Linked DNA regions of Mus musculus: region 1 is linked to region 2. A link is a contact called in public Hi-C data. All regions are on one chromosome and are shown on one strand. Each heading gives the region's core, a stretch centred on a gene start, on an enhancer-like site or on the middle of the called end of the contact. The rest is flanking DNA. Distances are from core to core; before and after follow the strand shown.

Region 1 (2,800 bases), core at 43-2,542, 500 kb after region 2:
CACTAGGACTAGCCCGGACACAGCAAGACCCTCCTCCATCACGCGACAATTTAATAGCTCTGAAGGTTTTTGTTCAACTTTCCCTCCTGGTTCCCATTGGCACGGAACAATCCGAGAAAACACTGGGGGCCGTGGAGAGCGGGGATGGCGGGTCCTCCGACCCACCTCGGTTGCAGAGAGTCTAAAAAGGTCATATTCCAAACTTGGGCTCGGGGCCAGGTGGAGGAGCCGGAAGGGGCGGGGACACTGGAATCTCGTGTAGTAAATCGAGTACAGCCACCTCCCAGTTCAGGCAAGCCTTCTGCTGGCGTGGCCCTCTCTCTGCAGGCCAGAGCGGCTCCGCCCCACGCTCCGTGGGTGACCAGGAGGCGGGGCACCCCTCGGGGCCAGGAACAACAGCAGGACAAACTGCCCCACCCTACAGCCCAGGAGGTGATAAGGGGCCAAAGAAAGGAGAGAGAGAGAGAGAGGTGGAAAAGACCTGAAGTAGAGAGCAAGCCACAAGTTGGTCCCGGTCACTTCCATCTTCCCCTTTCAAGCACCACGTCACAGCTTAGCGCCTAATTGCTCCCTAAAGCCTGTAGCCCTCCAGGGTACAGCTGACACAGCGCGACTTAAATCAATTAGTGGGAGGCTGGAGGAGATAAAGACCCCAGCCAGATCCAAGGACTCTAACCAGAGCCTTTAGGGTTGATCAGTTGTGTTCCAAGGCTTACCAGGTATCTAAAGTATGAACGAGACCAACCTAGCAAAGCGCTCTTCTCCCCGCCCCCCTTCTCAATAGGGGTGAGGAGTTCAGCCTTCCCAGCAGAAAGCCAGCTCATCGACGGACTTGATGCCTGGCCCTCTGCACCAGCGGGAGCCACGGGACCATTGTGGAGCCTTGCTATACCAGACAGCTCTCTCTGGCAGTGATAAAGGCAGACAGCTGGCACGGGAGGGAGCCTAAAATAACCCAGACAGCTGGGCAAGGGGGTGTCACGGGCCCAGGTTCTGGGCTGAAAATCAAGACACCTGGAACCCTGTCCAGGCTCTGCTCCGTGGTGGCCTCATAACCTTGGGTGAGACATTTCTTCTCTTGGGGCTATTGGTGGGTGGCCCTTAAATCCCGACCCAACCACAGGACAGCCTACGGAGCCCCGGGAACAGCCTGGACTCAAACACTAGAAGAAAAACAGGGCTGGCTGCCTTCCCAAGCAAAGCCAGTTTTCTTTCTCCTTTGCCTGGAGGCTCCAGCACGTGCTTCAGGAAGTGGGCTGGCGGGGAGGAGCCCTGGAGACAGCCCAGCCCCCACCGGCGCAGGCAGCAACCACTCCCAGCAACAATCCTTATCACAATGGAGGCCAACTGGTTGTGAGGTCAGAGCAGGAGTCTGGCCCTCTTAATCTCACTTAATCCTCCCACCAACCTTTTCCAGCAGGTATTGTGGTCTTTTTAACCCGGGGAGGGGGAAGAGAGGCAATGGTCCAAGGTCACTAGCTAGGTCCACATCTAACCTACAGCTGCCAGACTAGAAGCACCCTGATTAGGCACCAATCTGCCTCCAGCAACAACTCAGGGAAGCCTTCCAGGCTCCCCGACTCACACGTCAGCACTCACTGTAGGGGTGAGGAGAAAAGAGAAGACTAGAGGCTGGAAGCTGAGGCCCAAATAGGGGAAGCCAGCAGGAGCCGCGGCACCTGAGGCCAAATGGCTTATCAAAGTAACAAAACGAGAAACACACTAGGGGGCCAGGGGTCAGGGATCAAGGGCCACACCAGTTTCAGCAGCAAAGCTTCCTGCCTAGGAGGAGGGCAAGCCAACTGCTAGCCACCAAGCTGGGTGACATCCCAGGTGCCACCTACTAGAGAGAGTCTAGAAACTTGGTGCTACCTGGAACCTTGTAAGAAGAGCAAGTTCTTAGATGTAACTGCCTAAGAGGGAAACTCGAGAAATGGGCACAGTCGGGTTTAATGGGTCCAACCACTGACTTCTGATGCCGGTGCAGCTGGGGAGACCCTGCTCAGAGACTAAGCACAGACCTCATTGACTCTGTAAGATCACTACAGACAGGTGAAGGGCCAGCCTCCGTTTGTGTCACGTTCTAGAAGCCAGGCTACCGACACCTGGCCTTGTTGAGAGCTCGGATCCAGGAAAAGGAGAAGCCAAGGAAATCTTTTCTCTCGGGAAGCTGGCTACCACTTCACATCTTTTGCTTCTTTGTCTATCCAGCAAGGCAGACATCAGAAGGGGGCTCAGCTGGTCCCCCTAATGGGGTTCAGGAACAATGTCTGAAGCACCACTGGGAAACCTGGCAGCAGTCACCGTCTTCAGAAGTTTCCAGGGCCCTCCCAGCCACCATAAACCACACCACTGGGAAATACTTGGTAGTCCTTGCTCTAGTAAGCTGCTAAATTCGGCATGAGAATCGCCCGCCCTAAACGCCCCACAGCAGAAGCTGACAGGCGGGGCTGGATGGACCCAGCAGGCCGCCCATTTCACACACACAACCGCCACATCAGCGTGGGGGAGGGGCTGCAGAACCAGCCCAGCAGGTTTGGGGATCCCAAGCCGCCCTTCGAAGGCTGCAGGTCAAAGCCCGGCAACAGTTCTCTGAACTTGGGGAAAGGGCTCTTACCTACCTTAGTGGGGGAAGGCTCTCAGTCAAATTGGGCCTGCTCCAGATGTCCAGAGGAAGCAAGGATTGTCTACAGTGGGGATAACACAGACATGGCTCCGGTCTCCGGCCAAGACCTGTAAATTCGGACGTTCTGTTAGGGCAATTCCACAGTTTGTAGGTTCAGAGAGAATGGATTGGCCA
Region 2 (2,700 bases), core at 184-2,683:
GCTTGGTCTACACAGGGCTGCAGGACAGCCAGGGCTGCAAATGAGAGACCCTGTCTCCAACAACTACAAAATTCTTTTGATTTATGGGAGTTAGAGGTTGGGAACCCATTCATCACTAGAGTGAGATTTCTTTTAGGCTAGCTACACTAACAAAGAAGCTGTCAGGGCCCTTACAAGCAGGACAGGAAGAAAGGATTTAAAAAAAATGGAACCTCATCTTATCAATTATCAGAAGCTTCAGTGCCAAAGAACTTCTAGGGCAAAGTTGCTAGGAGGAAGATGACAGAAAGGGTAGCCTGCTGGACCTGTGACACAGACTGTAGTGGCGCTAGCCACAACCACACTGCAGAGCACGTTGGCTATAAGTTTAAAAAAAAAAAAGGTCACGTGACTCAACGCCAGCCAAGCCCTTCTTATTTGCTCTGCCACTCAGAGCACGTGATACAGAAGTCCCGCCTCTTCTCCTGATCTTTTCTGAATAAAATCTTTCTTCAGAAGGCCCCTCCCCATGGTAAAATTTCCTTCATGTTTTTTTTAAGTGGCCCCATGAGCTTTCATACCCGATCACATCCAGGTTAAACGGGACCAGCTTGATACAACCGAGTGGAGGATAGAGGTATCTTTCCCAAGGGCTTCAAATTAAATTGGGGAATCTGAAAGGACAAGTTTGGTGGCACGTGACTGAACTCTCAGCGTTGAGGAGGCTCCGGCAGGTGGATCAGGAGTTGGATCGGGAGTTGAAGGCTTGTCTGGGCTGTGTAGCAAGACACTGTCTCAAAAAATAACTAAATAATATCCAGACACGCCTTTAATCCCAGCACTCAGGAGGCAGAGGCAGGCAGATCTCTGTGAGTCAAGGCCAGCCTGTTCTACAGAGTGAGTTCCAGCACATCCAGGACTGTTACCCAGGGAAACCTTGTCAGAAACAAACAACAAACGAGGATTCTGTTATCCAAGAAAGGAAGAGTGGCCTCTGAGTGGGCCATGAGGGGTGTCTATTACACCTGGGGACTGGTAATTTGAGGAGGGTAGAAGACAGTGATTGAAACTGTTCTCCATGCCTGAGTTGACTTAGAGCTTACTTCCCTGCATTATGGGGCCAGCAAGGGTGTGAGACTCAGAGAAATGTGACTTAGGGGCAAGAGGCAGCAGGGATATAGAGTCCTCCTCTTGTTCCTGTGTCTGGGGTTCTGCTTGCAGTTGATGCCCATAACATACCCCGATGGCGCCAACAGCTACAAATCCTAAGAGCCACTCAACTTTTTGGGAAGCACTGGTGGGCCGTTAGGTTGTCCTCGGGGAAAGGCTCAATCCTGTCCCCTGGGCAGCCATGCAGACCATTGCAATAACAAATTCACGGTCTCCAGTTTTCCACAGCACCCTGGAATTCCTGTGGTCCCTGTTGGCTCTCTTCCCCGGTTCACCATAGCAACAGCTTTGACTCTTCTGTACTCTCATCCCACGGCCTCCGCCCCTGTCTTCCCTCCCATCGGACTACTCTGCCTCTTCCTTCATGCAGAAAACAGAGGTCACCTGACTTGGAACTGTCTTCCCCTTCATCACTGACCTGACACTAAACTCTCTTCTTTTTCCTTCCCAGCTAGCACGGGTAGTTAGTTGGTATGTCCCATAGAACTTTCTATACCGTCAATGCCTAAAAGGAGAACCACTAGGCATGTGCAGCTGGTGTGACAGAAAACTTCAGGGTTTTATTTTATCTTTTTTATTTATTTATTTATTTTTGTTCTTTTCTTTTTTAGGGTTTTATTTTATATTATTTTATTTAAATAATTTTTTTAATAGCCACATGTGGGAGAGGCTTAAAACTCAGCAAAAAGCCTTATTTATTTATTTGTTTGTTTGTTTATCTAGTTATTTGAAAGCGTTTTTAAATCCAGAGTTTCCCCTTAGTCTTGTGCCACTGCTGAGCAGCAGGACCTAAGAACTCTGGATTAGAGGCGGAGGAGGGAAGGCTGAGAGGATTGCTGCCAGGATCCGCCACGGAGCCACAGAGTAGGGAAAGTACCACTTGGCATAGCTCTCGCCGGCCGGCCACAATGAACTGTGCTGACACATGACACACCTGAGGGGCAGTCATCAATGCAGCCACGTCAGTGTTGACAGGGACGGAGTTGGAAGGAGGAAGAGTCCAACGCCAGCTGCTGCAGGAGGGAGCGGGGAGGTAAAAACCTCCTGTGGTGACGTCATTTCGTGACGTCATCACCGCGCTATTGCAAAGGGCAACAACCTGTTACCTTTATTTTCTCCTTAATCCCAAATGCAAGCAGTCGAAACACAAAGAAGCCCATCTTGGGTAGCTGAACCAGTTCTCTGCTGGTGTTTCCACTCTGTCTCCTAGAACTAAACATCTTAGACCTGATGAATTCAAGTACCACAGTCCCCCGTCTTCAGCCACCTCCACACCACTCAGCTAGCCTGTCCTTTCCAGAGTGTGTGACGTGAATGAATCCTTTCTCCCCAGATGCTGTAGGCTTTGCTCCTACGCCTAGCCCCCACTCTCACCGCGCTTAATCCTTGACTCTGTCTGGTCCCATGGTTTATCTGCCCACACTTGACTAAGTGCGGCTTATGACGAAGCTCTGTACCGGCCCTTAAGTCTGTGACCGCTGACTTATTGGACCGCTGACTTATTGGAGCAGCATTCTTCCTATGGCTTCTGAGGGCAAGGCGCCTCCCGCG

The links. A called contact is a pair of places that touch in the nucleus more often than the background predicts.
Region 1: a Hi-C map of the C2C12 cell line shows a contact between it and region 2, with 4 times the contacts expected there. The contact joins two enhancer-like sites. A contact is called at or near these places in 1 of 484 Hi-C or Micro-C datasets (the C2C12 cell line) and 3 of 115 datasets of contacts at active chromatin or transcription factors (bone marrow-derived macrophages, heart atrium and pancreatic cancer cells).

The regions. Positions count from the first base shown.
Region 1 is chr5:123,135,334-123,138,133 of GRCm38.p6, forward strand. It overlaps a transcript of Rhof not described here. Among named protein-coding and RNA genes, the nearest start is that of Rhof, 4.1 kb to the left of the region's middle. Within about 2 kb of position 1,293, at least 257 of the 459 cell types and tissues checked have an H3K27ac peak or open chromatin away from gene starts, as enhancers often do. A contact at or near this core is called in the C2C12 cell line and heart atrium, where this site is marked.
Region 2 is chr5:122,635,043-122,637,742 of GRCm38.p6, forward strand. No RefSeq gene overlaps it. Among named protein-coding and RNA genes, the nearest start is that of P2rx7, 7.5 kb to the right of the region's middle. Within about 2 kb of position 1,434, at least 67 of the 459 cell types and tissues checked have an H3K27ac peak or open chromatin away from gene starts, as enhancers often do. A contact at or near this core is called in the C2C12 cell line and heart atrium, where this site is marked.